Regions from separate parts of the Mus musculus genome. Here all the other regions are linked to region 3. The links are chromatin contacts, called in public Hi-C and promoter capture Hi-C maps. All regions are on one chromosome and are shown on one strand. The core of a region is the stretch at or near the end of the contact, and the rest is flanking DNA. Distances in the headings are between cores, read along the strand shown. Region 1 holds the start of Lrrc28 (leucine rich repeat containing 28). Region 2 holds the start of Mkrn3 (makorin, ring finger protein, 3). Region 3 holds the start of Nsmce3 (NSE3 homolog, SMC5-SMC6 complex component). Region 4 holds the start of 1700112J16Rik (RIKEN cDNA 1700112J16 gene).

Region 1 (6,878 bases), core at 1,978-4,477, 2.8 Mb before region 3:
GCTCACGGCCATCTGTAATGGGGATCCGATTCTTTCCTCTGGGGTGTCTGAAGACAGCTACAGTGTACTTACATATAATGATAATAAAATCTTAAAAAAGAAGAAATATGTAGACTCTTTCATTGAAAGTCTCTGAGCCCCGTTTGTCCAGAGCCTTGGTGTGAACTTCTGGAGTTTTACTGTTTTATGTCCTCATAGGCAAATTAAGTGTGACAATATAAGAAACAGTTCTAATATATTCCCGAACTTTATATTTTAATATTAATTAAAGTACCTCTGAGAACATGAATACTGGATTTCTTTTTGGGAGAATTTATCCACTTGCTGATTCTGATATAGCATACACAAAATTAGGTTTTGCTTGGTCATAGGCAAATCCACTCCTTAATTTTCAACTTTACAAATATTTGCCCAATTTGAGTTCAAAGTCAACTGTAATTTTTCTTCTCTAAGCAGATGGCTTGCATATTAGGTCTGTTACAATGCACAGACCCAACTATCCATTTGATTAAAAAAACCAAAAATATGAAATGTCTAAATCCACATTAAAGCAACAAATAACGGCAAAGCACAACTTTTTTTGACGCAAAATATGATCCACAATTAATTTTACTTACCTTACAAAATTCCACTGATAACCTGGGAATTGCATTTCCACCTTCATTCTAAAGACAAAAGAGCTCTGATGCCTCTCCCTCCAGCCACGCTCAGCACCAGGTGTTTCCTCTGGTTTTCTTTGGACGTTCCTTTAAAACTAGCAAAACAAAACACCTGGAAAGTTTCCTTAAGGCTCAGTATCTGCAACTTTGTCGTAAAATCCTTTGTGAGTTTAGCGGTCCCATGGAGAGAGAGTCCTTTTCCTTTTCACAGTTCTCTTGAAAATCTGAGTTGCCAATTTGGCTCCCTCTGTATCAAGTTAAGGATTCTACAGCCTGATAACCACAGACAAGTCTAAACAGAGCAGTTTCGTCCTAAAAAAAACCCAGCATTTTTCCATAAAGCAACCCGGTACTTAACAAAACTCCAGGCCAAAGAAAGAATGATAGCTTCTTCACCAATAGGGAGTGGAGAAGAGAAGTTTGTCAAACTTTGTAATCCAATCCCTGGAAGCCAGAGGTGGGAATTTTAGATCAGGGGCAGCCTTTTCCTTGGAATTTTCTTAAAGTGGTATCGCTGACTTGTTGAAGTTAAAAGTTGCCAGAGATTGTAAAATAAATAAATAAATAAATAAATAAATAAATAAATATTTTAAAAAATCCATTTAGAGTCTTATTTTTTAAATATGTAAATTGATCTTCCGCAAAACAACTAAATTTCTAACAGTGGTCATACTATCAATATAGGAATTTTAACATCAATTTGGAGAGGGAGTAAAAGCTATTTTAACATGATTCACTTTTCATGAGCAAAATTTGGACCTCAATGTGCAAAATTAAGACAAAAACTAAGAAGCTGACTCCAGAAATGTTTTCTATTATTCCTTTTCTTGTGAACTCCAATTATTAGTATTATATATACATGTATATTGAAATCATAATTACATCGCTTCCCTTTTCTTCCCTTCTGACCAAGCCTCCCATGTAGCCCTCCTTTGCTCTCTTTCATATTCATGGCCTCTTTTTTCTTTAATTGTTGTTGTTAGTTGAGAGAGAGAGAGTTTTCAGGGCTGGCCATTTGGTATTGGTTAATCAGTTGATGTGCTTTTCCTGGGGGAATACTATTTCTCCTGAGCTCAGCATTCTTTAGTTACCTGTAGTGTCATATTATTTTTACTTACAGATAATTAGATAGATGGCTGGATAGTTAAAATAAGGATGCCTAACAAGAAGCCCCTATGCAAATTAACAAACATCCTTTTGTTTTTGTTTTGTCGAGCCAGGACTGATCAAAAGCTCATCAATTTTTTTTAAAGGACAAAGAATAAGGTTTTCTGTTTGTTTTTAAAAAGATGTATTTATTTTATGTATGTGCATACACTGTCTCTCTCTTCAGACAACCCAGAAGAAGGCATCCGAGTCCATCAGATTAATTAGATGGTTGCGAGACACCATGTGGTTGCTGGAAATTGAACTGAGGACCTCTGAAAGAGGAGTCAGTGCTCTTAACCCCTGGGCCATCTCTCCAACCCCCAAAGGGTAAGTCCTAATGGGGGGCGGGGGATGGATTTGAGACACCTCATGTACATAATGGGTTTCGTCAAACAATAGAGTTAAGTCTTAGAGGAAATTTTAAAGATCGAAAGTTGTTGCATCTCTGTGCACTGCATTTAAAAAAATGTTCACTTTTCTTCCCTGGTACTGGGGCTTGACCTGAGTGCCTCTACTGAGCTACGCACCTGCACCCTTTCTTTTTGAAATACTTGTGATTGGTTTCACCTACAGCCTCAGCCTTAGAGTAGCAGAGGCTTGCTGCATCAGAACAATCGGGTTTTTAGTCTTAAGGTATTCATCGACCGTCTACTTAGCCATACAGGAACTGCCAGGTTATTTCACCAAATTGTGATTGTCCTCAGTTATTTCTCACACTAGGGCCTGTTTCTTTTTAAATTTTTATTTACGAGGCAGTGCCTTCACGTAGCTGAGGCTGGCCTTTACTCCTGTCTCCACTTTCAGATCACTGGGATTCAGGCGTGCAGCACCATGCCTGCGCCACGCTTGTCTAAAGGTAGACACCACCTTCGGCAGCGATCAGTGAGCGTTCGGAGACATTAAATCCGGTGCTTAAGTTCTGCTTGTTGACTCCATTGACTTGCGTTACCTAAGCCCGACGGCTTCTGTTTAAGTCAGACTGGCGGTGGAACAGTAGCCGGAATGGCTGATCGAACAGATGCAAGGCTACACAGGGCGATGCCAGGGATTTAATCGCTCGACGTCGAGTTTGACTGTTGGCAGCGGAATGAATGTGTGACTAAAAGAACTGACTGGAGACGCTGAGGCTGGCGCCATCTAAACAACCCACCTAAACGCTAACGCAGTACACCCACTTTCTGAACACCCAGCTCCAAGCCGGAGCCGGAAGCCAGGACGCTAGAGGAAGTCGCGCTCTCAGCCAATAAGCGTCTGGTTCTGAAAATGACTCTCTCATCCCGCCTATTGTAGGACAGCGAGAACTGAGGCGAACTATCGCGAGGTTTCGTTGCCCTGGCCCCCTTCTTCCCCGAACCCTACTCCAGTTAGCCAGGCCCGCCTCTCCGCAGGCTCCGCCCCGTAGCCCCGCCCTCCCTGTGTTTTTAGACTGCCTACCAGCGCAGCCTGAGCCGCTGAGTGCCGGTCAGCGGGCGCCGAGGTGAGTGTCCGGTCTCCAGGCTCACAGGTCGAAGCCGCTGGCTCGACTCCCCGTGGGGACGCTTCATCCCCGTCGCCACAGAAGCGCCTGGGCCTCTGGGAGAGGAACAGTGGGTTGTCCGGCCTTGGATCCCCACCGCTGCCGTGTCCTCCATGGCCCCTGGTACCAGAGTATCCCGGTATCATCATCTGAGTCCCTGCCCCTGGGCTCCCTGCTTCCGAATTCTTACGACCTTTAGACTCGAACTAACTCGGGCAAAACCAAGACGTCTGGTAGTTTTTCTCCTGGAGAAAACAGCCTTTTACAGATGTTTGTAGTATGCAGTTTGTCTCTGATCTCCAGTGTTAGAGAGCCGGCTTGTGTATTCCGTCAAATTAAGTACTGGGAAGTCAGTTATGGGCTACTCTTTAAAATACCTGTACTTAAAATGGGGATATACTTGAGAGATTATTGTGTTTCTCCTGAGAAGACTGGTGTTGGACTTTCAGAAAACTGAAGGAGCAAATGTATCTAGTCAATACCCGTTACATTATTTACAGTAACCGTGGGCAGGGGGTGACGTTTTGAAAGGGCCAGGAGAACTTAAAAAGGCTGTATTGCCAGTGAGTGCATATTGGGAAGCCAAGAGTACGTTCATCTTTGGAAGCTTTTGGATTTCATTTGCATACACGTAATTTCCGAGTTTGTACGAAGATGCATTTCAGCAGAGCCTAATGATGCTTTTGAAGTAACCGGTGCCAGGTGGAACATTCAGAGAGAGCCATCTGGCTACAGGGAGTGAAGATTTTGAATATGGTTTTTTAGTTTGCAAAAGGGAAACTTTCTTGTGTGTAATCTTTGGCTGTTTTATAAGAATGACACAATGGCTACATTTTATAATTGTAAAAGGCTGCGTTATAGGAAAGGTGGTGCCCAGACTTTGGAGTTAGGACCACCTGCATTTCGGTTGTAGCAAAGTACCTCATCTGTAAAGTGGATTAATGTCTGCTGTGCTGCTTGGCTGTGAAGAATAAGATATTTATGACAGCGAGTTTAAATTGTCTGTGAGTGATCTCAATGGGTAGATTAAAAAAAATCAACCTTGGAACAGTTACTCTGATTTCATCCACTTATTAGCTGTTTGAAAGCTAAAAGTATTTTAGAAACTGTATTATGCAGGCATGCAGAAATGAAGAAACTAACATTCCTCTGGATTTAGGGTTTTACAGACTCTCATCTAAATTGTCCGTAAACAGGTGTGCATATCTATCTAGATCTATAGACATATAATATAAAACAAATAGTAAAAACTGAACAACTGGCTTGCTCTGAGAGAGAGCCAAGGAAATAAATAGTTTGGGATAGGGAGGTGAGTTTAATGTTGAAACCTGCAAGACGAGAGAGGCATTTCCAGCCTAAGAGGAGAGCAGCAACTTCTTGGAGAAGTTTGGTAGCTCCCGGGATTAAGAGAGGTCAGGAACTTGGTGAATGCCACAGAGGAAGCTGGACAGGCAGGTTGGGCCCGATGGTCAAGGAAGCTTTGTAAGGCTTTGCTTTTCTCAATAAGGAGTTGCTAAAGGATTTGTTTAGTAAGACGTACCTGAGAGGAAGAGGTGCAATTATGAGTGTGTTTTCAGAGGCCCATTGCTGTGATTGATACGTAGGGAGTGATGCAAGTGGACATGTGGAGGCCAGGGGCACAGCTAGCCAAGGCAGGAGATGGCGGTGGCTTATGGGTTGGGCAGCTGGAGAGAGATGGCTGGAACTGAGATGTATTTGGAAAGAGAGACCCTGGCCTTGATTGAAGAAACTGTGATGGACAGGAGGTTATCCTTTTCTGACTCCCAGCTGCGCTGCTGTGTGGCTAGAAGGGTGCTTCCCCCACATTTGCTGAGACAGGAAAACCTGGTGATGAGCTCTGACAGCTGTTGGGAAGGTATGACATTGGCCATGCCGTAAGACATCAAAGAACCACTCCCGCTTACTCAGTGCATAGTTGTATGACATTGGGGATGCTGTAAGACATCTAAACCACTCCCCGTACTCAGTGCATTAATTACCCTTCTGGAGTAATTGTTCTGGCTTTGTCTCCATACAAAAGCATTGATGGGACCAGTATAGCCAGTGCTATAGTTCCCTTCACTTTATATAAAGACCCCTGGTAGCCGGGCGTGGTGGCGCACACCTTTAATCCCAGCACTCAGGAGGCAGAGGCAGGCGGATTTCTGAGTTCGAGGCCAGCCTGGTCTACAAAGTGAGTTCCAGGACAGCCAGGGCTATACAGAGAAACCCTGTCTCGAAAAACCAAAATAAAATAAAGTAAAGATGCCTGGCAATAAAGTGAGGAAGGAAGTAGCTGGAACAAGTATGGGGAAGTATTAGATTCTTAGGTTGATCTGGGGCTGTTAACTGAACACTCCATAGAATACTCTTAAGTAAAATGGCAGCTGCTGACATCTGAGCTAAGAAATGACTTTGAAAATGATAAAAATTAACCCCAAAGTTATAAAATCCTGTTCATTGAAAGCCTTCATATGACTGTTCATTGAGAATTATTGTCTTGAAATGAATAAAATAATTGAAATTGCTCTTTACTTTTTCTCAATAAAAAACTAGAAGGGATGTCTAGAAAAAAGATTGACTTTTTGAGCAATTTTGTTGTTGTGTACTTTCATGTCCTTAATGTTTTCTGAAACCTTGTGCTTCATGGTTAAGAACCCACACGAGGCCTGGGTCAGATCTTTGTTTTGAATTCCTTAGGAACCATTCCACCTTTGACAAGTTCTGGAAGCCCTGAATCTGTTTCCTCACGTGTTACTAAAGAAGTTTGTCTGTCCTCATGTGTTAACAGTGAAGCTTGTCCATCTATGCCTAGGAAGATGTCAGATGTAGCTTCGTTGTCAATTTAACCAACATATTAACTGCTATGTTACATGAGTTACCTGAGGCCCAAAGATTTATAATGGAATCATAGAGGGTTCCTGTTCCCAGTGCAGTATTTTGGACTGGTGACTTTTGACCACTTTCTTTGCTATTTCTGATTATCTGCAAAGCTGTAAAGAAAAGACTAAAAAAGATAAAAGAAATGAAAATGTGGAATATTTGACAATATTTAGATAGTAGGAAGTTAGGGAATTGAGCTGCTAGTGACATAAGTGGAAAAATATATGTTTGAATGTTCGAGGTAAGTAAAATACAAAATGAAGCAGCTCAAGATGAAAATGGGGCCTGCTGTATTTTTTAACACCTCTTTCTTTGGTCATGCTGTGCAATTTGTCTCTGGGCTCTGGGGATGCGGAGCAGATGTTAGAGAGCTTTCTGAGCATGCTCTGAGCCTTGGGTTTGATCTCAGTGCTGCAGAAACAAAGAGGTGTGACTTACAACTGGAATCCTAGCACTCTTGGAGGCAGAGACAGGATCAGGAGTTTAGAGCCTTCCTTGGCTCCATAGCAAGTTCTAGGCTACCCTTGGGTACATGAGAAACCTGTCTTTAAAAACACAAAGCCAGAAATTGATCTCTGTTCGAATAAAGAGTCCTATGTTAAATCCAAAAGAGTTTTTACCCAGTAAGGTCTATTTCTATTAAGTAGTAAATACTGCTTAATCAGACTTCT
Region 2 (7,663 bases), core at 1,144-3,643, 2.5 Mb after region 3:
TAAAAACAAACCTTTCATTTTTCACAGAGGTTTTGGATACTGTATAAAAAAAAAAGGTTCAGTGTAATTTATATGGAGTGCTCATAATAAATCACCATTGATCAAATAAGTTTGAGATCTACAAATATTCAAAATTCTTTCATTTATGAATGGTAGGTAGTTTGGTATGTAAGGCTAGGAATTATACTCTAAGCTTTTTTGTCTTTAAAAATCAGTCAGGGTGTTAAGCCCAAAGAGAAAGCATATTCTAGACAGTTCAAATGTCTCTTTGAACTTTGTCAAAGCTATCATACAAATAAAAACATCATAATGACTATGTGAAGGAGAAATCGACAACCAAAAGTTCCTTAGTTCACAATGAAAACTGAAAGAATGATGATCAAACAAGTTTTCCTTCAAAAATATTGCATGTTGATCATGGAGCACCTATTATGTTTAAGTAAAAATGAGTTTCAGTTGATTACAATGAAGTTCACAGAATAAAAAACCTTAATTGCCACAAATTCAATCCACTTCAAATGTTTAAGTATCATTTATCCCTGTATACATGAGACACAAATTGTTCTTTTCTTATTGAATTTTTGGACATCAAACTTGATAAATATGCATACAAAGCAGATGAGTTTTCTATATACAAATAGCATTTTTGCCTGTTAATGAACTAATTACTTTCTGCTTCTAACAAGTCTTATTCCTTTTCTTTTCTTTTGCTTTTTTCCCTCTATTGTACAAGTGGGCACTTTAAAACAATATAAGCTTTTCAACCTTTATGTTCATTTCAGAGTCCACATTTTAAAATACCTCATATCAAAATTTTCTTAAGCATATGTAGAACATACCTAATAGATCTTTATTTTTGTTTCTGATATTTTTACTAATCTATCTATCTATCTATCTATCTATCTATCTATCTATTTATGACCATTTAATGAAAGTTTCAAGTTTCATATTCAAATCTTTTCCCCACTCTCATCTGCTAGTTCTTACTTAGGTCTTTTATAAATTAGTGGCACTAAAAACATCTCATTGTTTTGAGGTTTCTTATTACTTAATGTCAGTTCTTTTGAAGTATGTGATGCTGGAGATCTGAGCCTTTTATTATTTTCCTTCATAAGTTACACAAGAAAAATTTTGCCTATTCTATTGTTCTTATTTCATGTTTACTTTGACTTCATCCCCCCTTATCTATATTGTTTGATTATGTTCCTCTTATCTTGTTTTATCGTTGTTGGATTTATTTAGTTGAGACTTATATTTTGAGTTGGATGATTATATCATATGCTTTCAGAGTTTTTTAACCTTAGGTTGTGAGACTCCTTCCAATAAAATTATTTTTCTGAGCATAATTTCATTTTTTTAAATAGTAAATAAAATATTTGAAGCATTGCTAATTCAAGTTAGTGGGTGAGGAAAGGAAGAAAGCATGATTATTACTAAAAATAAAAACCCACGTAAAACTATACTATAAAATTTAGTATGCCACTGTAGTAAGTACATGTAGCAGTGTAGAACTACATATAAAATTATTAGCCCAATAGTATATATCTGCAAAATGAAAAGAAAAAGAAAAAGAACTGGCTCAGTGCAGAAATGGAAATGAGACACTTTGGGGTGCAAAGAGGAGCTGGTATTATGAAAAGCTCTGTAGAGCAGAATGGGATGAAAAGGAAGGCAGGGAACAAAGGGTCTCCGAATCCAACCAACAGAGAAAAGTTAAAGCCTGGGTCATTCTCAGACCTTGCCTTATTAAGTCTTCATCAGGGTTGGGCAAAGTCCAGGCTTCTACATTGTTGGGGGTCCGGGAGAATGTAACAAAGGCAGGAAAGTGAAAGGCTCTGAGTAGCCTCGGGGCAGGGGATTCCCTCCTAATTAAAGTGCACGCAAATTAACCCTTCAAGGGAAAAAAAGACCCAAAGAATCCTGTCAGATCTACAAGCATTGAAGGAGAAACGCTTTGGCAGGGACACTGTCCGATCTTAAAAATTAGTAGCCTATAAACAAACGACAGAAGAAACTGAAAAATAATTTTTAATGTGAGTGAAATGTTTTATGTTCAAGCAGCAGACGGTAAAGGCAATGTGTGTAGCGTTTTCTTAACACACACACACAAATAAACTGCAATGTATACAACTGAAACCTGGAGAGTTTAAAACATCAACCTTGAGGGGAAACACTGTGGAAACGGGGATTGGGGGGTTCAGAGTCGCACTTAGAAAGCCGGCAGAAGCCCATCCCAGTGTCTCAAGCAGAAACAGGCACGCGAAAAACATGGCGGAAGCAACTTCCGGTGAAGCCCTAGGAATGGTGTTACAACCGGAAGTGTCCGCCTGCCTGTAAACAGGTAGGAACTAAAGTTTCCAGGGAACGGGGAGCAGGTGGGAAGACAAAAATCGATGCACTTCGCTCCGAGAAGAAGCTGGTCGAGCCATCTCCAGCTCCGCAATTCAAGCACAAAAAAGATATAATATTCGGGTTTTTGGACAGTGTTAGAGGCACGCTGTAAGATGGAAGAGTCTACAGCTCCCATTGAGGCCCACGCGGCCGCCGGCGCCGAGGCAGGTGCTGAAGGGGGGGAGGGTGTGTCTGTTCCCCCCCCTCCTCAGTTTGAGGCTGCTGGAGCTTCTGCGGGAGTCAGCTCGGCCCCTCTGCAGCAGGCATCGGGTCTGGCACCGCTCCTGGTGACTCCAGGCCCAGCGATCCGGCGCGCGGCGAGTTTGAGGCCAGCGCCAGCCGAAGGGGGCGGGGCCCGGTCTGGTCCGGAGCGCAACAGTGGCAGCTGGACGAAGCAAATCCTCTGCAGGTATTATCTGCATGGGCAGTGCAAGGAGGGCGATAACTGTCGCTACTCTCACGACCTTTCTGGGCGGCGGAGATCTAGGGGGGGGCAAGATGCTCAGCCTCGGGCCTCTGCAGACAGAGGACCCAAGATGGCCACTCGCTGGGAGCCCCCGACTCAGGAAGTGGCGGAAGCCCCCCCTGCTGCATCCTCAAGCTCCTTGCCTCTGATTGGCTCGGCTGCTGAAAGGGGCTTCACTGAAGCTGAGATTGACAATGCAGGCATTCGCTCAGCTGCTGAAAGGGGCTTCTCTGAAGCCGAGATTGACAATGCAAGCCTTGCAGCAGGTGCTGCAGCGGGAGCGGGTGCAGAAGGCTGGGAGGGGGCAATTGAATTTGTTCCTGGACAGCCTTACCGAGGTCGCATGGTCCCCCCGCATGGTCCCGAGGCTCCTCTGCAGAGCCCGGCAATTGAGAGAGAGCATATGGCTATGGGCATGGGGATGCCGATGCCAGTGCCAATGCCAATGCCAGTGCCAATGCCAGTGCCAATGCCGCTGCCGCTTTGCCGCTATGCTGCCCGGGGACAATGCCTCCGTGGGGACAGGTGTGCATACCCCCATGGAGAAATATGCGACATGTGCGGGCAGCAGGCCTTGCACCCTTGGGATGCAGCTCAGCAGGAAGCTCATAGAAGGGCCTGCGTTGAAGCACACGAGAGAGATATGGAACTCTCTTTTGCTGTGCAGCGCAGCATGGACAAAGTGTGTGGCATCTGCATGGAGGTGGTCTATGAGAAAGCTGACCCCAGCGACCGCCGCTTTGGCATTCTTTTCAGCTGCAACCACACCTACTGTCTTAGGTGTATCCGCAGGTGGAGAAGTGCCACACAGTTTGAGAACAGGATCAGTAAGTCCTGCCCACAGTGCAGGGTCTCCTCTGGCTTTGTCATTCCTAGTGAGTTTTGGGTGGAGGAGGAAGAGGAGAAGGAGAAACTTGTTCAGCAGTATAAGGAGGGGATGAGCCAGAAAGCGTGCAGGTATTTTGCTGGAGGCCTAGGTCACTGCCCATTTGGAGAATTCTGTTTTTACAAGCATGAATACCCCGAGGGCTGGAGAGATCAGCCTCCAAGACCAGATGGTGGTGGATCATCAAGCGCATACTGGCATCAAGTTTTGGAGCCTGTGCAGTTGCGAGAGGGAAACGTGCTGTTTAAAAGCCGTAAAAAAGAGCATTCTGTGCTTCGCCTGGCCAATCAGTTGCTTAAGAAGTTGCTTTGCCTGAGAGGCAGTTCTTCCTTCTCTGATGACCGTTGGCTCTTGCTTCAGTACCAGCTGGAAGAATATTTCAGTTTGAATCTGTAGTATCACGCTGTGGCATGTGGTCTGGTCTGCTAAAGCTCTGTTGTCTGCTGTTGCTTATTCCCCTTTATTGACTGAAAAACCCTATCGCTTTCAAAGGCTACTGAGGCAATCTTTATGCAGTATTGCTGTTTTCTTCTCTATTTCCTATTTCTTCTTGCTAGGATTGTGATGTTTCTCTGTGTTACAAAATAACAAGAAATCTTATAAGTATTGTTTGGTGGAATTAATATTTCTGTCAACTGATGACTTGTGATGTCTTTTTTCCAACAGGATTCAATCACTTCTAGTCTAGTGTTTACAGTTTCTCATTGTGAAGTCCCTTAAGAGTAAATGTGACAAGGTGACAAAAGTCTTTAACTGAATTATGAGCTTTTTGCTATATAGCCTTAAAAAAAATGGACCCTTACAGGACCTTGCAGCTGCTGTCTGTGTTTGTTTACATGTTTGTTTCTTCCCTTCTCTTTCAAGTGCACTTGTTAACTTGTGGTTACTTTGTGGTTCTGTTTTACTTGACCAAAATGAGGTGCATATGTTTACATGTTTTTATCCTGTTTGGCTTGATGTGAAATTATTTATATTTGGAAATATATATTTAAGAATGATATATATGCGTATATGTATACAAAGATGTATTTGAAAAAAACTGGAAATAAATATACACCATAATATATATGTTTGAAGTATTGAAATAAATGCAGAACTGAAAGCCCAGTGTTAAAGTCCAAGTGTGTGGGCTGTATGTGAATTGTGTGGATAATCTGCCCCTGCACTGATGTCAGTGATTAGCATCTAATAAAAATGACTGCTAAGTGTGGATCTGACTCTTTTTTTAATGGATTTACAAAACATGACTTCGAAAATTCCTACAATACCATTAACAGCTTCCTGGTGTTATAATAATGAAACAGTGCCTCACATGAAGTTACCATCTCATTTTTCTTGACAGAGACAATTCCTGAACTTAAACATAGAGTTGTTTGTTTTTAATATCTTAAAAATCTGGTTATTGTATAATTTATAAGCAAAGAACTTTTGAAAAAAGGTTTTCAAAATAAAAATTGTACAATAATGAAAGAAAATCGTAATAAGTAAATATGAGAATGGAAATAAAGTGAGGCATAGGAATTTTAAAATGTTAAACAGAATCATTTTGGAAACTTCTAGTACGAATAAGCCCTAATTTGATGTAAAAGCCATTTACTTATCAAGGGATACTTAAAGTGAAAATACATTCTACCTAAAATGCACAATTAAAATACAAAATCAGGAGTTTGAGGGGAGTAACTGTACAGTGACTGTACTGTAAGTATGATAGTTCAATTTTCTACTAAACATTCCTGGAGAAGAGAAGTGTAAAATCATTAAATTTTACTTGATCTGGAATATATAACTTCATTTTGTCTACCCATTTACTTTGACACAAGCAAGTGAATATAGAAATGGCACAGTTCACGTGTGTAGTAGAGAGTATTACCACATCGTTTAGTAAGTGAATAGAAAAACTTTTGTTTCACTGAACAGTGCAGATTTAAACCTCAGAATTGTATAGAACACAATGTGTTTTCCTTGACTGAAATTGCCAAAAAATGTGTCTTAGTTCTCTGGTGTACACCATGTGCCAATTATGAAACAAAGCCAACATAATTGCACAATTTATATTTAGTTACAAAACATACATTGAAGTACTTGTTTGTCAGAACTACCTTGCATGGGACTTATCATTTTCCACGTGTAATGAAGTAAATGAGGTAGAAAAGGTACTGGCCACAGGAATGAGGTACAATTAGTACATTTACAGAGCGCTTGAGAGTAGATTATTCTACTGCCTCTTCCCTACATATTAAAGCTCAGAAAAGGCATATGAATTTAGTATGCAGCTTTTAAGCATGGATGCTCACCCAGATGCAGCAGGGCATGAACAAGGTTCCAGAAAATGGGGAGTTTTGGAGCTTTTATCTATGAATTGCCAGGCTCAGTGCTTTGTAGTCCATTGTTCACAGTGGGATATGCCATAGTGCTTTGTCCTTGATTCCAAATAATGGATCAGTCAGGAGGCTGTGGACAGTTGACTATTTTCCCATGGGGTGGAAGTTGGGGGTGGGTCAGATAAGCCAACCAAAGAATGAGACCAGATGGGGCACTTTTAAGGACTGCTGACAGGACTCAAAGGAGTTTTCATAGTGGCTAAATAGGGTGGGTTTTTGTTGTGAGCCTTAATCTCTGGAAACTCCTAGTGTACACTACAGAACCTCATGAAATGACACTTTTATTCAACAAGTATATTAAAATAGGAATTCAGATTTCATGAGTTATAATGGTTTTAAAGCTAGTAGAAAAATAGCATGGAAGGCAGATTACAGGATAATAGAGTCCTGATTCACATCCTTACCAGGCATGCCACCTAGGTGAGTACTTGTGTTCTTTACCTTAGTTTATGCATAGGAGAAATGGGTATAGTGTTAACTGTTTAGTAGGATAATTGTCCAGACCAAATGCAGTGTCGATTAAAGACTTGAAATATGATTGAAAGGGCTTATGTACAAGTGGAATCTGCATGTTTTTCAACACAAGCAATCACTATGTAAAATGTATATTCTGCCAGATTTTTATGAATCTTTGGAACTCAAAAGTAAAATTTATTTTGAGATTATTTATGTAGAATATAGGTGTAGTTCTTAGTACAGTTTTACATCAGTAATTTTAGCAGAATTATTTTTCCAGCAGAAACCATAGATAAAACTAGACATGTTCTATTCAGCTTCCTAAGAATCCCAAACAGTGAAAGAATGATTTCTTGTAGCAGACACAGAATGGAGTAATAACAAGATACAATTTAACACTAAAAATTCCTAACCACCCATCCGTTCATTAAGAAATGGGGTAAGAACAGAGGATACTCCCACTAAAACCAAGTTGATTTTTCTCTGCTGCTTTCCCAAGAAGGCTGCAGGTTCAGGCCTGCTGTACTCATGAACAAAGAACCCCTTGGCACACAAAGGTTTGCTTTGTGAAGGCTTCAGAGCAGGCAGCCCCCACCTCAAAAGAGCTTGCAGGCTCCATAAAAGAACTGTTGAGCTGCAACATAAAGAACCTTATGAAACACATTTAATTTCCTATGCTTTCCAATTGTAAATTTGGTAGATGTATATGGATAAACATGGTAGTGGAAATTTACTTAGTTATCATTCAGAAAAGATACAGAAACCACTGTTTCTCACAGGTCATATCACTGATTCCATGGACAAAATATCATGGACACAAAGAGAAATGTAACCACTTCTCAGTCAGTGCCTTTATTCATTTCTCTTTTCACCTTTGTATATCTTAGCACTGAGATTTCTGCTAACATAGCTCACTCCAAATTGCAACTGGATGGCATTGGAATATAAGTGAGAAAGGGTGTTTTTGGGAAATAAGCCAGTACTAGTGGCAAGAAACAATTACCATGTTAAAACTTTTGCATACGTAAATACATGCAGCATTGATGAAATGCTGATCAAAAATAATTTCCCATCTAATGGGAT
Region 3 (6,792 bases), core at 1,748-4,247:
GTGCACCACCACTTCCCCGCAGTCTTCTTTGAAACTTGGTTTTGTTATTTTAAAAAAGGGACTGTGTCTCCTTCCACTTGGACTAAAGGTGTATACATTTATTTAATTAATCTGTCTCCTGGGCTGTGGGCATAGCACAATAGTAGCACATTTGCCCAATGTATGAGAGGCCCCAGATTTGACCCCCAGGACTGCAAAAACCAAACTAAATTTTAAAACTGCCTCATGAATTTAATTCTGCAGCCCGACCAGGACCCTAAGAAAGTCAACCCCTAAACAGAAACTAACAGTACCTAAGCACCCTGCCAGCCCCTGTGCTAGGTCCTTAGCAAACAAATCCCAGCTAATTCTTTGAATTCGGAATTCCTTGGTTTCAGATTGTTGGTCTGGAAGCTGAAATTTGGAGTGTGGGTAGCTTTTCCAGAATTGTAGTCTAGATTCCCTGAGGCCAAAGTTATATTCTTCAGGGTCACCTTGTCTACGTTCTACCTATCTGTTTCTCCATGAATGAAAGTAATAGACCAACAGGCCCCACAGGGTTGGTGTGAGGCTGAAGAGGCAGTGTTTGCAGTTACCTTTGCAAAGGCATTGACTCTTGCCTTTGCCACCTTCCGTGTTAGGACTTCATAGTTTCCATTGTCGGTTGGAAGTAGGATGCAGGGTCTGGGTGACCTTCTCATTGCAACTTCTAACCTCCATTTTAATAACATCATTCTGTGCCTGTGTTTTCTCGTCTGCATCCTGGATGGCATGGAGAAAGGTGTTTTGAGATTTAAAACTGTATCCTTCTTCCTGTGTTTTGAGTCATGATCATCTGCTGTCTGTGTGGGGGGTGCTGCTAAAAGATGCTGTGGTTTCTAGTCTTGGGTGCTAGCCTAGCTTCTGGAGTCGCATGGTTCTCTGTGAAGAAATTAACACAGAAAATACTGAAACGCAGCCTGATGGCTGACAGCAGCTCTCATCTTATTTTCCTTTTCTCTCTTATCTCTTGGCTGCTGAAATTGTTTGGCTCAAGGCACAACTGATCCTTCTGGAGGGACCTTTTTGCAGATTTTTTAGATCGCAGGAGGCTTTGATGAACTTAAATACAGAATTCAGTATGCAGGGAAACTGAAGCAGATGAATGGAAGAGTGTCATGATGCTGTGTTTTATTTAGTTGGTCTCGGTCCATTTTGTGTTGCTGTAAAATAATGCACAGAGTGAGTAAACTGGAAATAGGAGAATTGTCCTCCACTCGTGACTCTGAAGGGTGGGAGGACTAGGGGCCAGGTACCACATCTGTGGAGCATCACTGTGTCGTGAGAGGTTTAGAGAGTACAATGGCAAAATTGATTTAATCTTAACTCATTACAGAGAACATGGCATTCATTCACTCATGAGGACAAAGCCCTCTTCAGTGGGGGGATTACATTTCCAACATGCAAGCTTTAAAGGACACATTCAAACTGTTGCAGCCTCTGCCATTGCGACCAACCTTTGATGATGTCTTCGTAGACCCTGTATGGAATAGAAAGTTACTGCTCAAAGCTCACTAGATTTCAGAACACTTGAATCACAACATGGGGTGGGATTTTATATTAGCATTGCAGGTCCCATTATCAGAGTGCATTTTCATATTGAATTATAAACAAAAATTTTATGCTGCTTACATTTAATGAAATTTTAATAAGGCCATGTTTTGGTGTTATTATTCAAATAATGTGATCTGAATTGCTTTCCTCTGAATATATTTGCATTAAGGAGGAAATCAATTTGAGTTCGTTCTCTGAATAGTTTACCTATTTTCTTGGTAGCTTTAAAAAAGAGAGAGGAAAACTCAGTTCCGTTGTCAGTAAATGGAGAAGAAACCCATTTGCTGAGATCCACAGCAGTAATAGCAACAGACTGCTGATGGTTTGAGTTAATGAAATGACTCATTTTGTCTATTAGAGTTGCACAATTTAAACCATCTACAAGCCACACACACCACAAATTATAAAGGATGATAGCTCTTCTCTTTCTTATTGAGATTTTAAAGCTTATATATTAAGAGAGAGAATTAAGAAATTCACATTATTGCTACTCCCAATCATTGGTAACCTAAATTAAATGGTAATCTCTGGAGAGAGCAAGTGCCTCTGGGGTTAGCATTCCTCTAACATGTTTCTGCTAAAATTGTGGATGTGGGTCCGCGGCAGTTTTCCCAAACATGTCTTCCAAAAGGTCAGTCCACATTACCAAACTAAGTCACGTTATTGGCAGTGCTTACGTGGTTTCTCATGGTCATCTAACTGAAATTCAATGAAGAGAATGTGAACCTGAAAATTGCAGAAGTCTTGCTTTTAAGAATAACTTCCCTTACAGACTCAAGGGATTGTACAGAAATTAACTGGCCAGGTGGGAATGAACTCTGCCAAGGACAGATACCGGGACAGGGTCCCCTAGTCTGTCATGTCCCGCATTTGGTGCACAAGTCAACACTTTTTTTTATTTGGGGGGGGGGGGGGGTTCGAAACAGGTTTTTTCTGTGTAGCCCTAGCTGCACCGGAACTCACTCTGTAGACCAGGCTGGCCTCGAACCCAGAGACCTGCCTGCCGCTGCCTCCCAAGTGCTGGGAGTAAAGGCGTGCGCCACCACTGCCCGGTAACTCTTTTTTTTTTTTTCTTGACTTTCCAGATCTTTTCCTCCTCTCCCTTTATTTTCCCACCCGCACACATTTATCCTTTGTGTTCCATAGACAAACTTTGTAGCTTAAAAACTAACCAAAAACTATTAGACGTGTCTAAACAGGTGTGCCCTAGAACTCAACCGCACACTTGCCGAGAAGTTTTGGTTCTTGTTTTCTATTTATATGAGCTCATAAACACCATTCAATTCTCATTAAAACTGGGGATAAAGCCCAGGAGGAGCTGCTGCCAGCGCCGAGGCCCTCCGCATGCGCAGTAGCTATGAAGAGTCCCCGCCCCCGCAGGCTGGCTCCCAGTCGTATCGCTCCGCCTCCCGGACGCAGCGCGCCGGCGACGTGACGTCACGCGCGCGCCGCAGCTTCTCTCCCAGCCTCTGGGGCGCGCTCGCTCGGCGGAGTCTTCTGGCGGTTGCTGCTCCCGATCGCGGCCTGCTCTCCGCCGACCGGGGACATGTTGCAGAAGCCGAGGGGCCGCGGTCGGCCCAGCACGCAGGCTGACCCGGAGCGGGACTGGGGAGGCGCTGGCGAGGAAGGACCCAGCACGTCCCGCGCCGCGGGCGGCTCCTCCCAGGGCTCCCGCGCTTCCCTGTCGGCCCCGACCGTGGGGCCGCGCACTCAGAAGCAGCTGGAGCTGAAGGTGGCCGAGCTGGTGCAGTTCCTGCTGATCAAGGACCAGAAGAAGATCCCGATCAAGCGGACGGACATCCTGAAGCACGTGGTGGGCGACTACCGGGACGTGTACCCCAACCTTCTGAAGCTGGCCGCCGAGCGCCTGCAATACGTGTTCGGGTACAAGCTGGTGGAGCTGGAGCCCAAGAGCCACAGCTACATCCTCATCAACATGCTGGAGCCGGTGGAGGCGGATGCGGAGATGAGGGGCGATCAGGGTACCCCCATCTCGGGCCTGCTTATGATAGTCCTGGGGCTTATCTTCATGAAAGGCAACACCATCACCGAGACTGAGGTCTGGGACTTCCTGCGACGGCTCGGAGTGTACCCCACTAAGAAACACTTAATTTTTGGCGACCCAAAGAAACTCATTACCGAAGACTTTGTGCGGCAGCGCTACTTGGAGTACCGGAGGATACCCCACACCGATCCTGTGGACTATGAATTACAGTGGGGCCCGCGAACCAACCTGGAAACCAGCAAGATGAAAGTTCTTAAGTTTGTGGCCAAAGTCCATAACCAGGACCCCAAAGACTGGCCCACACAATACTGCGAGGCTTTGGCAGATGAGGAGAGTAGGGCTAGACCTGCAACTGCTAGTGCCCCAGCCACATCCTCTTGAACTCTTTGAGTTATGGTCTGAGGGACTCTGGAGATCCAGTATAAAAGAACAGGGGGAATGGGGGTCGGAGGAAGCTTGATTCTGCTACGCATAAAGGCCTTGGAGCGTTAGGATGTGTTGCAGGGTTTTTTGTTTGATTTTTTTATTATTATTATTATGGTTTGGAGCTTTAAATTTTCATTTAATTGTCTTTTTGTTTATAAAGAGTTTTCTAACTTTCTAAACCTAAATGAAATTGTATGATGCCAAACATATTCAAGAAGGAACACTTTGGTAAATTGCTTTGATGTTCTAGACGATAAAGAAACAGGGTAGCTATTATCTTAATGACTAGTTCCTGGGGAAAAATAAAAGTCTTTTTAAAATTGAAAATAAAATTGTTTTAGCTTCTTGTCAACACAGCTTTAAATATACATATTCTGTTGGGTGTGAGCACTTGTGGTCCCACGAAATCTATGTGATGTGTTTTCTAGCATTTTTATATTCATAATCATAATTCTGTTGTCCTATGGGTTCTACTTAAGATTCTTTTCTAGTATAACAAATACTATACTTTTGAGTCAGTTCACCATTATTATTATTATTGTTTCCCTGTTAGAAATTGCGGCTAAAAAGGAAATGTCATGATTCCAGACTTTTTTTTTTTTTCCATGATAAGCTAAGTCAATGGTGTTGCAGAAGTGTGTGAATGTGTATTAGAGCAAGTTGTAAAAATCGTTAGGTCTCCGGTTTATAAAACAGTGTCGTGTCGTATCGATTAACCAGGCCTGATTGGGAACCACACTGCCCAAGTGCAGATCCTGTTCCACCAGAAGAATTTAGCTTGTGTATCTGTAGAATCAAGTGTGCCCTTAAGGTGAATAAATAGGAAACGAGATAAAGCTGAGCAAAGCCCTGGTGTGGAAGAATAGTTCTTTAGAAGAACTCAGGGTGATGTCTGGTGCGGACAGACCAGTGTGAACAAGGCTACCACAAGATGAGGGGCACTTTATGTTGCTATAGGTGAGTCAGGAAACAAGTTCACAGATTCCTTGGAGTTCTTCATAGTATCTGGCCAAACACTGGGCACAGGCAGTAAGTACTGTTGTTCTGAGAAGAGTTGCAAGTTCGTCATCAGAAGAACAAACAGGGTGGCAGTGAGGACAGGTGACTTTAATCAGCCCTGAACTAGAGGCCAACTAGAGGAGTCTGTGGTAGCTACGAGGTCTGAAGGGACGAGAGGGGCTACTGACTGTTGGCTTGTGTTGCAGTAGTGTCCTAGGATGCTTTCTCCAGCTGTGACATACCATGACCACAGGCAGCTTGGAAGGTAAGGGTTTTATTTCAGTTGTAGTCCATCACTGAGGAATCCTGGAGGCTGGAAATAAAGTAGAGGCTATGAAGGAACACTGCTAACTGGCTTGCCCAGCCTGCTTAAACAGCTCAGGACCACTTGCCCCAGGGATAGCATTATCTACAGTGAACTGGGCCCTCCCACATCAAAAATCGATCAAGAAAGTGTTCCACCTGGTGGAAGCATGTTCTCAATTGAGGGTCTTTCTTTCCAGATGACCCCAGTTTATGTCAAGTTGACTAAACAGCACGAGGAGATCTGGAAATTTTTAGGCAAGGACTAGTTTATCCTTGAGTCCCCCTTCTTGGTTACTTTTTAGGTTAGTGTATGAGTTACCTTCTGCCCATGGGCTCCTGACCTGAGTCAGCTTTCGGTTGTGCTGTGCTGCTTAAGTTGTCCTCTGTGCCCATTGTCTCAGAACTGTCAGGTACAGTAATGGTATCCCGGTTTTCCGAGGGCTTCACAGTTTACTGTCAAGCTATTTTGTTGGAGATGCTGTGCTACATTAGAGGCTAGATAAACTCTTATCTTTCTTGACAGGTTCCAGAACTGCATATCATGCCATTATATAACTTTACATGTATGTGCACGTTCACGGAGAATATGTTTTTCTTTTGTGGGCGTTCATGGCTTACATAAGTTGCCTTGTGTCCTTTATCACAGCACAGCGTTTTTTTTAACCAGCTATTTTTGACGTTACTGTATCTTTGAAGTTACATGTATACATTGAAGTTAATGTATGCATAATCTGATTAATTCGCTTTGACTTCCTTTCATGAAGGGAGAGTACAACTTCCTAATGTCTTCCCATCAGGGAGGTGTGTGCCTCAGGAGTTCAAGCCAGAAGCCAACAGTTATCAGTGACACTTGCCAAATGGCTCCTGAACCCATCCATTTGCTCCCTCACCAGCACCTAGACAGTTCTTACTGTTTTTGCCAGTCGCCCCACGCTCTGCAACCCATGTGAACACTCAGCTTTTACAGCCCTGTGGTGGATGTGGGTGCATCGTTAATACTTCACTGTGCCATCTGCTCTCCTGAGGTGACATTAAGCATCAGCCTGCCTTTTACTCTCCATTTTGACCATTAGATTTTAAACAGCAGATGTTTTTGTTTGTTGGTTTGTGAGAACTCTTTGTATCTTCTGTGCATCAGTCCAATTGCAAATACCATCTGCGGTTTTTGGTTTTGTCATATTTTACTTTAATGTGTCTTAATTATCAGTATTGTAGCCCTGTATTTTGTAATACCTCTTTAAAATTCTAATCTTAATTATGAAGGTATTTATTTTTGAGAATTTCCTACTAAGTACTCTATTCACCTTGATCCCACCCTCCCCACTTCAACTCTTCCTATGCCCCTCCCCCCTTCAAAATCCTAACTGCTGAGAACATTAGACTGACCAGTTGGGATAGACAATCAAGTAGGGACTCATCCCTGAAGAAGACTAATTCTCCCTCTCAGCCATCGTTTAATAGCCAGTGGTTCTTCATCTAGGGGC
Region 4 (6,692 bases), core at 1,056-3,555, 2.3 Mb before region 3:
TAACACCCAAATGCAAAGGCCAGTGCAATGTTAAGATGCTATGTGTCCCTGGAGACGAGCCTCTATTTGGGAAAGACTCCCACACCCACACAGTCTTTTTGCTCATTTGGATCTTTTTAGATAAACCACAGACAATTTTTAGGAGGTAAAGTTGTTTGTTTGTTTTTTAATTGTGTAGCTGATGCAAGCTTGGTGAAAGCTTCTGCCAGTATATAGCATGATTATAGCATGTACTATATAGCATGTATATAGCATGTATACAGCATGTATATAGCATGTATATAGCATGGAGTCAACAGCGGGAAACAGACTGTTTCAATGCGGGAGAAAAGAGCGATTCCAGAAACGCTTTCCAACTTACTTTGCCACTGTTAATCACTCTGAGTGCTAAAAACATAATTAAAGAGAAAGATAAGGTTATACAAACGCACAGCACAGGGGCCAGACCATGCAGTTCTACTAGGGAGAAGAGAGAAAACTCTACTAGTCAGATTAGCTACTGGCAAGCAAAGGTCAGAAAATACAAGTAGTGAGAGAAGCATGCCACAGAAACGTGTGGACTCCGCCTACCATCTCCAGCCCTAAGACCTTAAATCCAGTGTGCTCAGAGGCCACACTGTTTCATAGTGTCCCTGTGGAGGACACAGGACAAGCACACCCTGAACTGAGGTGCCCAACTAACTGACCCTTCCTGAGCCCAGAGTTCTGAATGAAGGGTACCTCCACCAGCTTCCAGCCCTGGCTAGGGAGGACTCTAGTCGCCTATGGGGGTCAGGAAGGTCCTATAGTGACCCCCGCCTATAGTGGACCCCCTCCCCCCCCCCCGTGCCTCTCTCAACCCTGGAGGGCAGAGGGACTGAGGTCAGCTTACTTTGCAGCCATACTGGAGAGCCAGCTTGTTGAGGCTGTCTTCCTGAGCCAGCTCCCGCTGCAGCAGAACCATGGTGCCTGCTCCTGGCCGTTGGCTGCTGTTCTTCTGGTGCTCCTTGCCCCGGGGTCGTAACACCACCTGATGTGACTCTTCCTCAGAGGAGTCCCCAGAGTCCCCGCTGCCATTGTTGAACATGTAAACGTGGCTGTTTGGAGTCCTGCAGACAGCAGCTGGACCTTGGAAGCTCTTGGCTAACACTTCCTTCTGCCTCATTTTCTCTTAACTGAAAATCAGACCTGGAGTTAATTCCACACAAATGCTATTCATTTTCCTCTGGCTTCCTAAAGAGGACTGTCTCGTTAGTAACTTCCTAATATTGCCAATATCAAACAAACAGCATCAGGACAGAAGGACATCCTCACACCTGTCCACCTGATACTGACACAGAATAAGATCATACTTTCCCTAAGTGCTTACTGTGTGCAAAAAAGATTCCCCACCCTTCTTCCCCACCCCCAGCTGTGCTTCCCCTAGCCCACAGAAGAAACCACTGTGTCTCAGCACTGTGTGAGGTGACAACTGTTCTCAGCTCTCTGACACTGAGAATCTTACACTTAGAATCTTTGGACAAAAACCTCATTAGGCATCCCAAGGTGTCTTCAGGGGAAAGGACAGAAGCTGGGAACAACCATAGTTCTCTTATTTTGACCCTGGCTGACGTGACCTAATTGATGAGCAATGGAAAAACCTATCAAATTTCAATTTGTCCGTTTCTCACAGTCATTCTGGACTCATTTCACCCCCACGGTCCCCTTATTGCCACCTGGAGTCAAACGCCAGAGCCACAACCAACCTTTCCCTTCCAAATGGCTGGAATGAGACTCCAGGCATTCCTGGCGGTCCCTTCTGCATGGCCCTTTAAGGGAACAGCCAACCTCAGGTATCTCCCTCTGGTCTCAAATTCTGAGCCCCTGGCACCCGGGGCGGCCAAAAGAGGCCTCAGTTTCCCTCCAATGACAGGTGGGCTGTCATTAAGCAGGAGACAAAACAAATTTCAGACGTCCCCGCCCCTGGGCCTAAACAGGCCCGGCCCCAACTTTCCAAAGAATACACATCCTGCCACTCCCGCAAGCCGGCACCAGCCCTCTGTGGACACAGGCACTGGCCCTGGATTGGCAGCCCTCCACTGAGCCCACAGTGACAGGGCCAGAAGCCCTGGCCCCCCAAGTCAACCCAGCAGACCCTGCTCCAGGTTCGGGTACCTCGCTCCCAGGCTTCACCGCCACCGCGCCCGCCGATTGGCTGCAAAAAGCAGGTCTTCCGGGGGCGGGGACTAAGAGCCAACCAATGACTTCAGAGGAGGGCGGGCCCTGGCAGAGCCGGGAGGTGCTGAGAGGTCAGAATGAGGGCGGGCCCTGATGGGCGGGGCTCCAGCGTGGACCCTGGACTTGTGCTCCTATGTCATTTATCCCAGCTGTTCCCGGTTTCCCCTTCTGAGCCAGGTATCTTGGCCTCCTCGGTGGCCACAGCTTTCTGCTAAGCCTCGGTCTTCTTCCCGGCAGGAGAGACCTTTGACCCATGTGCGTCCTGATCCGTGGCCAGGAGCGTACCCAGTACGGCGGTGCGCCACTCGAGAGGCCTGACCCAGGTAGCCTCAACCTGAATCTTCGACCCAGTATCCTTTGAGGGGCCGAATGGTTGCCAGCCCCTGCCCAGAGATAAACAGAAGTCCAGGGATGTGAAATGTTGCCCTGACAACACAGACCAGAATTGGATAAAGGAGAATATGTATCATCTGGCCAGCCAGAGCGTCCCTGCTATTTGGAAAAGGGCGGAGAACCTGTGGCATTGTTTTGTAACCAAGATTAAAATCCTTAATGGAGTAAGACTCATCCAATGAATAAGGAAGAAACTAAGTGTCGTGGGCAGGCATTACACCAAAGAATGCAGATGGCTGGCCGCTGAACCAAGGTGCTAAGCCTGTCTGGGAATCAACATTGAAACAAGAGCCCAGAAATTCTTCCTATGATTTAGAATAAAACTAAAAGTCTTACTCTAAATGTCTAAGGCCAGGAAAGCACCAGGTCATGGCCCTCTCTGCTAGCCACAGGACTCTTCTTTCTGGCTTTAAACATCTGTTTAAACATTTGTTTACTTTGCCCCCCAACCCAGGAGGTGAGCCTCGCTAATATACCCAGCACATGTGTTTCCCACTGAGGTATTTGTGGTTTGTGACAGTTTACAGGCTTGGATGAGGCTGCCTGAGAAGTATGAACGCTATGTCCCACCTATCAGAGTGGGCCAGGTGCCCAGCCACATGAACAGGTCCACTGATCTGATCCCAAGTTAGTGGAGACCCACCCCATCACCAGAGGTATCCACTCGGATATCCTTCAACCCTTGTCAAACATGTTGTCCCCTCCCAAGTCCAGCCTTCTCCTGGGATAGAGGATGCAAGGTAGCAGGGGCCAACTATTTAGCTTTCTGAATATGGCTCTGAACTCCAGGGCTAAGCAGAACTGCCATGGAATGTCGAAAGTTTTGTCTTTTAATTTTTTATTTCTTTTAAAGAGTCTAAGCCAAGCCCTTCACAAGGGCACTGACCCAGTCCCCTCTTTAAGGCTCCACCTTAAAAGCTCACTTCAGAGGGTAGGGTTTCAACAGGAAGGAAAGGGGACACAAGTCAGTCTATGGCAAGCCTGAATATGAATTCCTTTCGTGGAAAATGAATGTTTATGCTTCTCATTGTAGCCAGCTTTCCCCTCTTACCTCATGAGCTGTGTGTGCTGAACACTCACCAGGGATCATCCCAGCAACATTTGGTCTTCAGACTAGCAGGGATTATATCAGATCCCAGTCTATAGAGGAGAATACTCAAGTGTGAAGACAGCAGTGTGAGGTGTGTGCCTAGATGGCAGCCCCAGCCCCCCCAGACCTACACCACGCCTCCACCTTGACTTGGTTTTCCTTTTATGGAACTGTGGGAATGAGTCTGAGGCACTTTGTCAAAGCAGCTGAAACTGATGGAGCCTGGGCCCTAACAGGAACGTCTAGAGTGCCCAGCCTTATTCTACACAGCGACAAGTTTGTCAGGTGACCTTTAATCCTCCTTGAATTCATTTATATCACAGTCATCCTCAGGGCTGAGGATGGGGAAGTTCCTGGAGACAGGAACCTGTTGGACAGGGTGAGCTGTGTTAAGTGGATGTCAACTGGAGTCACATCCCTTCAGACATCCTTGGGGAGTGCGGTGCCTTCTGGGTTGGACTGTTTTAGAGGTTTCCCACGGGCCATCAAAAGGTTTCTTTTGGCCACTCACTCTCTGCCTGCTGCAAGTCAGGGCTGACTGAAGGTCCTTACTTTAGAATAGCTGGGTTTTCCCAGAGCCATACCCACATTCTTGTCTGTATGCTGTGGGTGGTCATTTAAAGGTTCTTAAGGTGGGGTTTGACACCCCCACTTTGTTGACCTCATTGCCAGGGTCTCCCCTCACCCCATTTTTCCAGTCCTTCAACTTTCTCTGGCTAACCTTTGACCTGAGCCCCAGCATCTGGGATTTATATCCAGGTTCGGAAGGCTTAATTCAACACCTCCAGGGCCCTGTCTACTCCCAAGTTTCTCAAGAAGGGGCACCGGACAGCCTTCTGATCCCTTGTTCCGCTCAGATCCATTAAATCTAAGCAAGATCCAATTTTTTTTTATTTCCTCAAGATATCAGTGCTCCATGGGAATGCTGCAAAGACCCGGGGCTCTGAAAAGATGGCCATGCTAATTCCTCTGTTGGTGTTTACCCAAGACATGAAGACCAGAACAGGAAGAGACACTCGTGGGCTATTCATAATCAACCAACTCAATCCATGAATGGCAAAGTTGATGGTGATAATTTTCCCTCAGAAACTGTCCCTCAGAATGAAAAGTAGCCCATGATGAATGTGGCCTAAGCACATCTCAGAAGCACAATGCCAAGGGAAAGAAACTCCTTAAATGACATCGTGGGGTTGGCAGGAGAATAGAAACAGAAATCAGACCCGCGGTTGTCAGAGATGGAAACACAGAATGGGATTTGTTTGCAAAGCGTCTCAAAGAACTTTGTGGAAAGAACAGCCATGGTCTAAGCTGTAATACTGGTCAAAGCTTGTTTCATGGTACTCAAAGAAGATGAACTTAAGGATTTAAATACTTCTCAGTAAGCTTGAGTTAAAAGGGGTGTGAAGTCCTCAAATAATTAAACATAGACTTGGATGATTCAGCCCACTTCTAGGCACATAACAGAGAGGATGGAAAGCAGGTCTGTATGCCAAATGCGCATGACACAGTTCTCACGGGCACTAAAAGGTTGGGCCCAGCCCAGAAGGCACCGATCAACAGGTGCATGGATACAGCAAATGTGACAGGTATACGTGGAATATTACTTAACCCTGAAATGAGAGAAACTCCCGATGCACACTATAGCATGTATGTCTCCTGAGGACGTTGTGTTGAGAGAAGTAAAGCCAATTAGAAAAGGGCAAATATACTATGATTCCATTTGCATGAGATCTTGGAGTATATGAGCTCAGAGACAGAGCTGCATGTTAGTGCTAGGGGCTTCTAAGATACAGGAGTTTGTATTACACAGTAACAGGATTAAAGCCCTCACTTAAGAAGCCCCCACCCACCCACCAGATAAACAGTCCAGACAGTAAGCTGTTGAAGAGAGACCTTAAAATCTGTGATCAAGAGAGGCAGGTGTGGTGTCACAAGCCTTTAATCCCAGCACTCAAGAGGGAGAGGCAGTCAGATCTTTGTGAGTTCAAGGTCAGCCTGGTCTATAGCATGAATTCCAGGACAGCCAGGGCTGTTACACAGAGAAACCCACCAAACTCACTCCACCCCCAAAATTGTGATAAGATGCTGTTCACAGTTGATGGTGTCTGGCCCGGGTGGGAGAACTCAGCTTTCTTTCAGGGGCTGGCCACTGGGAGTTTGACAATGCTCCAATGCGTATATGGGCAACACAAATTTGACTTGGGTTGTTGTTGTTGTTGTTGTTGTTGTTGTGTTGTTGTTGTTGTTGTTGTTGTTGTTGTTTTGTGGTTCTTTTGGAGGGAGAGTGCCAGAGTGAGAGGGTGAACCTGGAAAGAATGGAAAGCAAGTGTGATCAGGGTGCACTGTATAAAATTCTCAAATAATTAAAAAAAAAAAAAGTATGTTGGGGATAACTAAAGGAAGCTTGGTGGCCGTCAGATTGCTTGCTTTCCTTTCCACTTGGGGCTGAGAGAAAACCCAGCTCTTCTTGACCTCCAACCCCAGAAACACACGCCATCTTTGAAGCAGAGAAGCCTTCCCCAAGCAGACAACAAAGCCTCCTGGCACCTTGCTGTCAGACTCCTCCACCTCCAGGATGGTAAGAAACATCTCTGCCCTGTATAAATGCCCTCATGGCAGTATTCTATAGTAACAAACATTCTATAGTAACAAGGTACAAATGGACCATGTGGCGGAAGGGAGGAGCGAGGATGGACTCATCACTGCTCTCAAGCTAGTTTCAAACTCACCACATAGCTGAAGTTAACCTTGAACTCTCGACCCTCCTGCTTCTACCAATAGTGTAATAGAATTACAGGTATGAGCCACCAAGTGTAGTTTTATGGGTGCTGGGGATCAAACCCAGGGCCTCAGGCACGCTAGGTGAGCACGCTATACACGGAACCATAATTTTAAAAAAGACTATATGCTCTACTTGAGTGGTGAGTTTGCTGGCTGCTTATGGTGAAATGGGTGTTGTGGAGGCAGCCATCCTGTCAAAAATTCTCACCCCGGCACGGCAGCTACTCCCCAC

The links. Promoter capture Hi-C pulls out the DNA fragments that hold promoters and counts their contacts. A called contact is a pair of places that touch in the nucleus more often than the background predicts.
Region 1: a promoter capture Hi-C map of pre-B cells shows a contact between it and region 3, with 2.6 times the contacts expected there. The contact joins the promoter of Lrrc28 here to the promoter of Nsmce3 in region 3.
Region 2: a promoter capture Hi-C map of the HPC-7 cell line shows a contact between it and region 3, with 4 times the contacts expected there. The contact joins the promoter of Mkrn3 here to the promoter of Nsmce3 in region 3. A contact is called at or near these places in 2 of 39 promoter capture datasets (the HPC-7 cell line and liver).
Region 4: a Hi-C map of CD4 T cells shows a contact between it and region 3, with 5 times the contacts expected there. The contact joins the promoter of 1700112J16Rik here to the promoter of Nsmce3 in region 3. A contact is called at or near these places in 1 of 39 promoter capture datasets (pre-B cells) and 1 of 484 Hi-C or Micro-C datasets (CD4 T cells).

The regions. Positions count from the first base shown.
Region 1 is chr7:67,641,585-67,648,462 of GRCm38.p6, reverse strand. It overlaps Lrrc28 (leucine rich repeat containing 28), which reads left to right and starts at 3,227. Exons shown (of 10, transcript NM_175124.5): 1 at 3,227-3,285. It overlaps Ttc23 (tetratricopeptide repeat domain 23), which reads right to left and starts at 1,053. Exons shown (of 11, transcript NM_001168475.1): 1 at 618-1,053.
Region 2 is chr7:62,414,883-62,422,545 of GRCm38.p6, reverse strand. It overlaps Mkrn3 (makorin, ring finger protein, 3), which reads left to right and starts at 2,393. Exons shown (of 1, transcript NM_011746.3): 1 at 2,393-4,953. The coding sequence starts at 2,505. The coding sequence ends at 4,139. The region is part of intron 1 of Gm32061 (predicted gene, 32061); the gene reads left to right.
Region 3 is chr7:64,869,245-64,876,036 of GRCm38.p6, reverse strand. Nsmce3 (NSE3 homolog, SMC5-SMC6 complex component) reads left to right here and starts at 2,997. Exons shown (of 1, transcript NM_023239.5): 1 at 2,997-4,355. The coding sequence starts at 3,119. The coding sequence ends at 3,958. The region is part of intron 2 of Fam189a1 (family with sequence similarity 189, member A1); the gene reads left to right.
Region 4 is chr7:67,218,071-67,224,762 of GRCm38.p6, reverse strand. It overlaps 1700112J16Rik (RIKEN cDNA 1700112J16 gene), which reads left to right and starts at 2,305. Exons shown (of 3, transcript NR_131044.1): 1 at 2,305-2,519; 2 at 4,583-5,265. It overlaps Lysmd4 (LysM, putative peptidoglycan-binding, domain containing 4), which reads right to left and starts at 2,219. Exons shown (of 3, transcript NM_175215.4): 1 at 2,134-2,219; 2 at 872-1,154. The coding sequence starts at 1,144.